3 separate regions of the Mus musculus genome follow, and all the other regions are linked to region 1. The links are chromatin contacts, called in public Hi-C maps. All regions are on one chromosome and are shown on one strand. Each heading gives the region's core, a stretch centred on a gene start, on an enhancer-like site or on the middle of the called end of the contact. The rest is flanking DNA. Distances are from core to core; before and after follow the strand shown.

Evidence for each region. A called contact is a pair of places that touch in the nucleus more often than the background predicts.
Region 2: a contact with region 1 is called in a Hi-C map of cortical neurons, with 2.4 times the contacts expected there. The contact joins two enhancer-like sites. A contact is called at or near these places in 22 of 484 Hi-C or Micro-C datasets (cerebellum, cerebral cortex, cochlea and 15 more), 11 of 115 datasets of contacts at active chromatin or transcription factors (VIP interneurons, astrocytes, cardiomyocytes and 6 more) and 1 of 9 other capture datasets (embryonic stem cells).
Region 3: a Hi-C map of neural progenitor cells shows a contact between it and region 1, with 9 times the contacts expected there. The contact joins two enhancer-like sites. A contact is called at or near these places in 5 of 39 promoter capture datasets (cranial neural crest, frontonasal cranial neural crest, liver and 2 more), 7 of 484 Hi-C or Micro-C datasets (embryonic stem cells, liver, neural progenitor cells and 2 more), 3 of 115 datasets of contacts at active chromatin or transcription factors (embryonic basal ganglia, embryonic stem cells and stem cell-derived epiblast-like cells) and 1 of 9 other capture datasets (embryonic stem cells).

What each region holds. Positions count from the first base shown.
Region 1 is chr14:99,941,967-99,945,133 of GRCm38.p6, reverse strand. Klf12 (Kruppel-like factor 12) reads left to right here. Exons shown (of 7, transcript NM_010636.3): 5 at 3,038-3,100. Among named protein-coding and RNA genes, the nearest start is that of Gm22970, 170 kb to the right of the region's middle. Within about 2 kb of position 1,818, at least 123 of the 459 cell types and tissues checked have an H3K27ac peak or open chromatin away from gene starts, as enhancers often do. A contact at or near this core is called in VIP interneurons, cerebral cortex, cortical neurons and 4 more, where this site is marked.
Region 2 is chr14:100,476,484-100,479,653 of GRCm38.p6, reverse strand. The region is part of intron 5 of Gm34199 (a long non-coding RNA gene); the gene reads right to left. Among named protein-coding and RNA genes, the nearest start is that of Gm26367, 60 kb to the right of the region's middle. Within about 2 kb of position 1,798, at least 79 of the 459 cell types and tissues checked have an H3K27ac peak or open chromatin away from gene starts, as enhancers often do. A contact at or near this core is called in VIP interneurons, cerebral cortex, cortical neurons and 3 more, where this site is marked.
Region 3 is chr14:100,773,948-100,777,402 of GRCm38.p6, reverse strand. No RefSeq gene overlaps it. Among named protein-coding and RNA genes, the nearest start is that of Gm23538, 15 kb to the right of the region's middle. Within about 2 kb of position 1,747, at least 2 of the 459 cell types and tissues checked have an H3K27ac peak or open chromatin away from gene starts, as enhancers often do. A contact at or near this core is called in neural progenitor cells, where this site is marked.

The sequences.
Region 1 (3,167 bases), core at 569-3,068:
TGGGTAGATATTGTGACTTGCCTTAGAATGCACTGTTGCTAGCTGGCAACGCTTTGGGTTAATCCCAGGAAAGGCGGCTAGACAGTCTGCACCCCACATTTCTTTGTGTCAGTTCTCCTTGATGTCATAAGTGGCCGCACAGTATGTGGGTGAGATAGTGTCCCCACCCCCAGAAACTCATCAGTGCTTCATAGCTTGTGTCTAGGACCGAGACTCCACATGCCACCTCTTACTGCCAGTCATTCGTGTCGCCTCCTGGAGGCACTGAAGAGCAGAGCCGTCAGTCTCCTAACTCTTAACAGTCATTATGACACAGAATCTGAGAAGCAGGTTCAGTCCTCGCACCCATAGAAGGGAGAATTATTTTTACATTAAGATATCAAAGAGGTTCAAACATAGCAAGAAAGTGAAAAAGAAGAAAAGCTCAGAATCAAGTGAAATCGTAACATGCCTGGAGCCCCAGATGAGTCAGTGTGTATAAATAGAACAACTGGTGTACAGGGCCCTGGTGGTGCGCCGGGCCTCTTCTGTGTGATGTAAATCACCCCGCGTGAGCAGTAATATCCCACATAGCAATCAGTATCTGTAGAGTGCATTGTCAGATCCGCTGTGTTACACAACACCAAGATCATTCCCTCGCTTCTGCCTGGAGTGTCCCTTTTCTTTTCATATCCAGCAGTTAGCACTAAGGCCTGAAACCCTTAGTTACAGAACAAAGTGGCTCAGGAGTAATGGAGCCTGTGTGAGGCTCCAAGAAGAATAATGAACGTGCCCAGCAAGCTTCCTGCCTAGATGCAGGTGCAGAAATCAGGGGATCATGAATAATGCATGACATGCAGATTAGACGGTAGTTTGTGCTACTGGGTTTTTGACTCTGCTACCTGCCTGGCTGCTGTATGTGGGGAAAAGGCAGATAGCAGAGGGGCTGCCATTTAAAATGGAGCTCACCCAAACTCTGGCATGTGCATGTCCTTTTGAAGGAGTAAAATTTTAAGTGATAGCTGACATGTAAGAGTTGTGATCTGAATTTTTGGATGAAGTAGACTCAGAGGAAGAAGATACTTGCCCGTTCCTCGTTTGAGTTTAAGAAATGTTAGAATTATTTGGTCATACAGATAATCAGAATCAGTTTTCTGCTTTTGTTTCTCGCCCCCCCCCCCCAAACCATGATGGAAATTGTGTATTTATAGAATTTGGTCTAGGATCACCGAATTTTTTTCTCAAAGATACCAATGTCTAGAAGGCTTTATACTTACGGAGTAGTGAACCCAAGCCTCCCTCCCTCATGTTCCCATGAGATGTGAAGTGGGCAGCCATGATGCCAGATACTGTGATCATTCAACTTCAGCTGGAGGTGACCATGAGGACGACAGGGTTTCTCTGTACTTTTGGGCTTCAGGATTGCAGTAAAGGGGATAAAGGCTTGAAGGACTTGGTGAGTAGTGGAGAGCTGAATCCTTGAAGCAAATGACCTCTGAAAATACACTTAACTCTTGGGACCAAGACGTCAGCGAGGCTCTAGAGAGGAAATTCACTGTGAGTATGCTATTTCAAGAAAGCAGGGCAGAATGGCTTTTGCTACCTTCTAGGTAACTCTTGTCTCCCTCGGATGTATCTCCATACATGAGAAAGATAAGTATGTGTATCTTGAGGGGCTGGAGTATAAACCGGCTTTCATTCTCGCTGACTCTGTCATTTCCGCCAGGGCCCCAGTTTGGACAGCTGCCAAGACCAACAGGTGATCCTTGTGGCTGCAGATCAGCAGGAAGTGGGGCTGTGCTTGAATAAGGCAGTTCAGCGAGGGGCTGTCTGGCCTCCCTCCATCTTTCTGCATAATTATCACCCCCTTCCCCCATGCAGAGCAGAAAATCTGTGCTGAGCAGCTCAGCTGCAGCCACCATCAAGAAGCCTAGGAGAAGAAGCGTGTTAATAATGCTCGAGGAATCAAGTAGGAAGTACAGGCCAGCTCGAGGCTTGGGAAAGATGCAGAAAAGGCTGGCCTGGCATGCCCTGTCTGTTTTGATGTGATTTTCACTGAACAGCAACAAGGGGCCGGGGTTCAAAGGGACCCCAGACTTTGGTTTTAAGGGAGTCTTAAGGCCAATTAAGGTAATTTTGTTTCTTTCCTTCATCCTTCCCTGACTTCCTCCCCTTCTGTTTTCCTCCCTCCCTGTAAATAAAAGTAATGTGTGGGTGTGGAGACTGGTGAAGAGGACTCAAGCTGAAAGCATGACTAGATCTCATGAACCCTAGGTAAGCATCCTAAGCCAGCAAGAGAGAAGGCAGCCACAAGGCAGCTGAAGTAGGCCATAGGGTTTCCCAGCTGGTAACTGGGAAGAGAAGGATAGGGCCGCTGGCTCCAAGTTAGAGAATACCAGTAGTTCCTGGATGCTTTGAACTCAAACCCTGCATGACTCAACCCCGGAAGATTAGGAAGCTATATATTGACGTCTATTACATGGCTAGCACTTTGAATTCACTTTGCCTTCCGGATCTCAAACACAAACATAGATTCCAGAAAGCCTGTCTCCTGGAAATAACTGTCTCTCCTCCCATCCCATCCTGTCCACACAAACCCTGTTTCTGGATGTGTGGGTGAAGTCCTGCTGTTTTTGTAACTTTTACATTTAGAAATTGACCCAAAGAATGGCCACTTCATTGTCTCTTTGTGCAGTTTCCATGGGAACGGACATAAGAGGGCTCACTGAGGACAGGTACCACGCCCTCTGAATATTATATGCACTCTTACCCCCCAGGCAATAATTACATCTTCAGTAGCTGTTTCTTCTGCTAAAGAGTACATCTGTTCAATGAAATTCTTGGTTCTGCAGTTAATGTGTGGCACCTTGGTACCTCGGGAGAGATAAAGAACAAAGCAGGCCCTGGAATTTAATTAATTGCACCTGTTTATTAAGAGTTGGTCAAGTTCACAGGGAGAACAAAGGAAGCAATCCTAAGAAAGTTCACTGATTAAGCAGACTGTGTGCAGCGAGGAATGTGTTTTCTCAATGACTGACTTACTCTGGTCTGTTGACAGGGTACATCCATCCCCGGTATCCAGGGTCCGAGGAAATCGAATGAATAACCAGAAGTTTGCTTGGTGAGTATGCAAGTTAATTTATAAATATTTGTAACTCTTTTATTGCTGTGGGGGTTTCGTTTTGTGT
Region 2 (3,170 bases), core at 549-3,048, 530 kb before region 1:
TGTTCTGCCTTTGTTTAACAATCTTTTAACAGATCCTAATCTTTTAAAATATATTTCTATTTCACCTTTCTGTTCACCAAAGGGCATTTTTGTCATTAAGTCACAGTATTGCCCAGTACATATGGCTTGGGATCATTTAATTCTTTATTCATTTATATGAGGCAAAGGTAATCCCATGGGTAACACCCCTAGAAGAAAAGAATAGTCCCCAAAGAGAGAAAGGGGTTGGTTATGTCTCTCACTGTGAGCACTGGGGCACTCGCATACTCCTCAGCTACGTAGAAATGTAGGGAATGATAACTCCATAGTAACAGTCCACAAGTCACATACCACGCCAAGCACAAAAGAGATGCTGGTGCAAAAGATGCTGAACACAAAAAGAAAGACTTAGTTTGGCAAAGGTTGCTAAAGGCCTCTTGTCCTTGTGCAGTTATCCATACTGCTTCTGTTCCCTGTTGTCGGTTCATTTGACCTTCCCAAATGAGTAGCCATGACAGACAAGGTTATAAATCCGAGTTAACCTGGTATGGTGACACATCCCTGTAATCACAGCTAATTGGGAAGCAGAGGCAGTAGGTTTGCAAGTTCAAAGCCAGAGTGCTCTTCTCTCAAAACTGAATTTTAAAAGATGAGGGTTGGGGGTGTAGCTCCGAAGTAGAGTGCTGCCTAGCATGCATGAGGCCCTGGGTTCCAGCCACAGTACTGAAAAATAATGAGCCAGAAATGAAAAAAAAAATCATCAACCCAGGTACGAAGATTATATATAGCGGCCGCATCCATAGCAGTAAATGTGTCACTGGAAGGGAAAGAAGGTCCACTCTCCCCATCCTTTTAGGAACAGTACTGTCATCCCACGAGGGAGCACTGTGGCTCCTCCTCTTCCGCCAGATGACTTTGGGATTCGGCAAATGGAGGGCACTGCTTTTGTAAAACCTATAGGCATGAACCCATGGACAAAGGGACACTGGGCTGAGACTCAGGCCACTTGAGTGTGATGAGAAGAAAGACAATAGGAAGCTGGTGATTGTCCTTCTACCAGCAGCAAGTTACAGTCCTATAGCGTGTTGTAGAGACTTCGTCAAAGCCTGGCCCTGTCGTCTGAGTCCGTTCCTTTAGCCTTCCTTTTATTCTGTAAATGTCCTCATAGGCTTTCAATAAGAAACTAACCAGAGTTCAGTTTCTGCTGCTCTGACCAAAGAGCCCACACTGATCGTATTGTCAATAGCCTGTATTTCTTTCCGGAGGGAAAAAGTACAAAGGGACTTAGATGGTGGCCGAACCGGCACTTTGGTTTCCACTCTGTATCTAACCCATTGATTTTTGTGATTGAACTGGTGATCTTTCTCCGCTGCATACTTCCCAATCATCCTCTACAAATATACACACGGAAATGGGTTTGCTTTTGAAAGGTAATTAGAGCTGTAGAATTCGGAGGTCCTGCGTCTGCCAATGAGCAGCCAGCAGCCCATGATCTCTGCCTTCTTCCTTCTTAGGATTGTTCTCATATTGCACCAGGGGCTGCAAAGTAAACTGCTCCGTTTGAATTTAAAGCCACCCAAACCAAATCATCTTTTACAGGTATGCCTTCCCTCGGAGGTTACCTGCCCATGAAACGAACGTGTGAGGGTGGCCAGAAGTCAGCTTTGATATTAGCAGGGTTCTCCTTTAAACCAGGTGAAGCTTGCCTTAATGCCTCTGCAGTTTGAGCCGGGCAGGAGGGGGCTGGAGGGGGCTGGGCGGTCACCTCACAGCTGCAGCACACCCTTGCTTCAGGTAGGGGAACAAATGGAGGCTAGGGAGGGTAAGGCTCCCCCTGCTATTGGCTGGATTTTGATGCAGCGCGCACTCTCGAACAGCCTGAAATATAGTCTGCAGAAGTCTCCACAGATGCTCCGCGCTGCAGTTCTTGAAAGGCAGGAACAAATTTAAACCGGGTTTTGTAAAAACAAATGACATCATCCCTACATACACTCAAACGCTGCAGCCCAATGGGGCACACTCCCCCCCCCCACCTCCGATTTCTCCTTTGCTCTTTCCGTGTCTGACTGCAGGGTTCGGATTTTTATGCTATGCGTTTCACTGGCTAAATCTTACAGAGAATAACCTTTCATCGCTGGCCTGGAAAAAATAATAATAAAGATGAAGAAAATAGAGAGACATGTAAACATTTAAAATCGCATTTCACCTCCGTGTGGCTGTTACCTGGGAAAATTCCTGGGACTGGAAGGAAACCGTAATGACCTGTGTGTTGGGGGCTGTCTTCACTGAAATGACACGGACTTGTTTTGAGTAATCTTTATGGTACAGAGTTCAGAACTGGGAATCCTTAGGGTAAAGATTTCTCTTCAGGAGTTTTTCTGAGATCGCACTATTAACTGCGAAAGTAACCAGGTGTGTGGTGGTATTCTTTTTCTGTAGAGTCCTACCAAAATAACAATAATAATAATAATAATAATAATAATAATAATAATAGTAATAGTAATAATAATAATAACGATAATGATAATAATAAAAGTTAGGTGAGCCAAATTTTTAACACAATAGAGTTAGCTAAACTGCAATAGAAAGCTCGCTGTCACTTGGAAATACATGCGACAGTCAATCTGCAGCTTGCAGAACCTGATTGAGATTTTCCTCTCAAGACATTATTTGCTATATCCTTGTCTTCAGACAAAGGTGGCCCAGGCAGCGACCTGTTTGTTGACCATAACAAGTCTGGATAAGCACAGAGCCGGAGGCTCAGAGCTTGCCTGAATTTTCAATCCTACCCCAGGAACCCATTAACATAATTCTGTAGAAACCTGTTTCCAGAGCAAAGTCTGAGATTTGCATTTCTTTATTGGGCATGGTTATTTAAAAAAATCTTTTTCAATCTAATTCTTCAGGATTAATAGCAGAGAGCAAACAGAAGGTGAATCTCAAGCTCCCAAAGATGGATTTTATATAACAGGCAGTGACATCTATACCAAGTTAAGGGCGTGATGCCAGCAGCTGCTCAGTCTTCAGGTACTGCCTTTAAATGGATGGTGGCCTTTATCTCTAAAGGAAGCCATGTCAGACAGAGTCTTAAGCAGAAACAAAGAAACAAGATGACTTGTTTACAGCCCCACCACCACCTTCCCACGAATTTCACACATTTGTCTTTGATCCCCACTCTACCCTAGTGGGAT
Region 3 (3,455 bases), core at 498-2,997, 830 kb before region 1:
TGGGTTCCTACTTTGGAGAGATAGTACTGTATCCATGAACCAGTCACTGCTCTTTAGAACATAACACACACCAGAGCTCGGGAATGCCAGACAAGAAAACTCTTCAGAGATCCGGAAATGTATGGATACTTGAATCCGTATTAAAAACTTTGCTTCCTAGGACCCTGTCAACAACAGCACCAAAGACTGTAGGGACAAGAGTGTGTATTTTAAAGACTAATACCTTCAACATAATAAAAACAGCACTCAGTCCTTTCCTATTTTTTTCATTTTGAGTGCACTCAGGCATTTGCTAGTGTTTGTCTTACTTTTAACCAATAGTCACACTGGTGGTACAACAGTTGCAACCTATTTGAGATTCATTTTACTTAGACTTAGATCTTAATTTCCAGTGCTACACAGTGAGTCAGTTACTTGTCTTCTTGACTTGACAAAATACCCAGCAAACCCAGCTTAAGGAAGGAAGTCTTTACCCTGGGTCACAGTTGGATGGAGTAGTCATTCATAGCAGAGAAGATACTCATCTCAATGCAGCTCATAGAGCACATTATGTCCACAATCAGGAAGTACATTCAAACTGGGTCTTCCCTTTTCCTTTAAACCCTTCTGAATACACTCTCATAAACTTCCCAGAGTTATGTCTTCATGGTGATCTTAAATTTTACCAAGTTGATATCCATGATTAGATAGATAGATCATACATAGATAGATAGATGACAGATGACAGACTGACAGATAAATGATAGCTAGATAAATTGATGATACATAGATAAATGGATAGATGAAAGATAGATGATAGATAGATAGATAGATAGATAGATAGATAGATAGATAGATAGATAGATGGATGGATGGATGGATGGATGGATGGATGGATGGATGAGATAGATGGATGGATGGATGGATGGATGGATAGATAGATAGATGATAGATAGATAGATAGATAGATAGATAGATAGATAGAAGAGAGAAGACATAAATACGTAGATAGATATATGTATGGATGGATGAGAGAGAGAGAAATCATAGATAAATGATTGATAGATGACTGATAGGTACATAGGTAATAAATGATAGAAGGATAGACAGATAGATAATAGATGACAGATATTAGACTTACACAAACTTTAAGCTCTAAATAGTCTTTTAAAGATCCTAAGTTATTTTAAATGTTTTTTTCTATGCAGAATATTGTTTTGTTGTGTTCACAATGTACATCATAATTGGAAATTTCATGTTATCAGCTAAGAATCAGAAGATTGTTAGTATTCTGTTACAAAGATGGACATTTAGAAGACTATTTTTCACCCAGACATTGAGATTACTTTTTATATTTTATCATGTCACAGCAGTTTCAAAATTGATAGCAAGCACTTTATCGCCATCATTGAAAAAGCAGCAGGAATCTCAGTTTGGTGCCAAATTGTAGCTATCTGCTCATTTGCCATTTGGCAAAGGATTTCATCCATTTCATAAGCTATCACTGTCCCCTAGCAACTATTACTGATCACCTTTCAACTTCCTAATCCTAGACACCAGGAAACTTAGGTTACCATAGAAATTGTATTTCCACTTACACATAACTCATCTATGTTATTTGTGCTAAACAATCTCGGATTTGATCACTTCTCAGCTACTATCATAATAGTTCCTGTAAGCAGTCACAGTTGCAGCGTCCTGCACTGGATGAAGTTACAATTTATTGGACCAAGTTTCACAGTGATTTGCATTTCTGTGGAGGTTGTTCCCTGCTGCTGCATTCATTACAAGCACCTGCAGACTTGCTCAAGTGCAGGCTCCCATAGAATGATCTGGAGTGAGGGCTGGCAATCAGTGTCTTTAACAAGGGCTGGGTTGATTCTGGCATCCTCATCCTCAAATAGATCTTGAGAAGCAAAGACGTGTAGAATCTGTTTTATTAATCTTTAAAATTATTTTGTTGAAACATTTCATTAGAAACATCTAACAGTTTCTATTTTCCCCTTTCCTCTTACAAAGATCCTTATGACTTTGTCAGTTTAGAACCTGGAAATTATGTAGGTGTAGAGAGAATCTCCTATAAGCACCACCTGTCAATAAAAAAGCTGACGCCAACGGGCAGGAAATAGGAGGTGAGACACTGTAAGGAAGAGAAGATTCTGGAAAATAGCACAAGAATAAAAGGAGACTGGTAGGGAGACAAACTGAAAAAATTAGACATAAACCAGCAAGGAGAAGCTGAGGAGGCATGAAAGAAGCAGTAGCCAGGAATGAAGGCGAGGTAACTAAACACATGGTAGACATAGAATAATTTCAAAGGATTAAATAAATTTGGCTAGTCAGGGAATGAGTCGAAGCTTGTGGCCTAACATGGGGCACTATTTGTAATTATATCTGTTTTTCCTTCCCCAGCCCTGGGTCCTGGAATGACGAGGCATTTATTATTTAATATAGGCCATAAGCTTTGGCTCATTCCCAGACTAGCTTTTAATTTATTTAACTGATTTAAATTATTCTGACTACCATTTGGTTAGCTACCTTTCTTTCTGTGCTGGGACACTTTCTACTCATCTCCTCAGCATCTCCCTTAGTATCTTTCTGAGATCTTCTAAACTGCTGGTTCACTTCAGCTAGCCCTAAATCTCTTTCTATCTCAATATTCCCCAGAATCCTCTTTCTTCCTGCCAGTGAACCAGTTCCTATTTTCTGCCTCAGCGAATTGGCCATTGCCTTTTTTATTGATAGTTGATATCTATAAGAGATTTTCTCTAGAGGTAGAGACTGGGAAGACATCATATGTACTTATGGCATTAGTGCCTCTTTTAAGCAAAGTCAGTGACAATTTTTTAAAATTAAAAAAACACCTTCATCTGGTTTCTGGCTGTGCTGGGAGCTGATCCTGTGGCACAGTGCTCCATATCCAAATGCCATCAGAGAGAGCGGGTCTCCAAGGAGAGCCAATGTACCTGTGAGCACAGGTAAGACCACCACTAATGCTCAAATTCCTGGCCCAAGAAGAACCCACCCAGAGCCATCAGGACACAGGAACCAAGGAACATCTAGGGATAGGATTCTTCTGGTTTCTGTCTGCATCCGAGAACTGACCCTGTGCCATAGCTCTCCATACCCAAATTCCTCCTGGAGAGAAGTGGTCTTCTAGGAGTACTGACACACAGGCTTACAGGAGGGACAAGCCACAGTCAGAAACAGCAAAACCAGGTAACACCAGAGATAACCAGATGGTGAGAGGCAAGGACAAGAACATAAGCAACAGAATTAAAGGCTACTTGGCATCTTCAGAATCCAGTTCTCCCACCACAGTGAGTCCTGGATACCCCAACACACCAGAAAAGCAAGACTCTGATTTAAAACTACATCTCATGATGATGATAGAGGAATTGAAGAAGCACATAAATAACTCCCTTGAAGAAATACAGAACACAGGTAAGCAACTAGAAGTCCTTAAAGAGGAAACA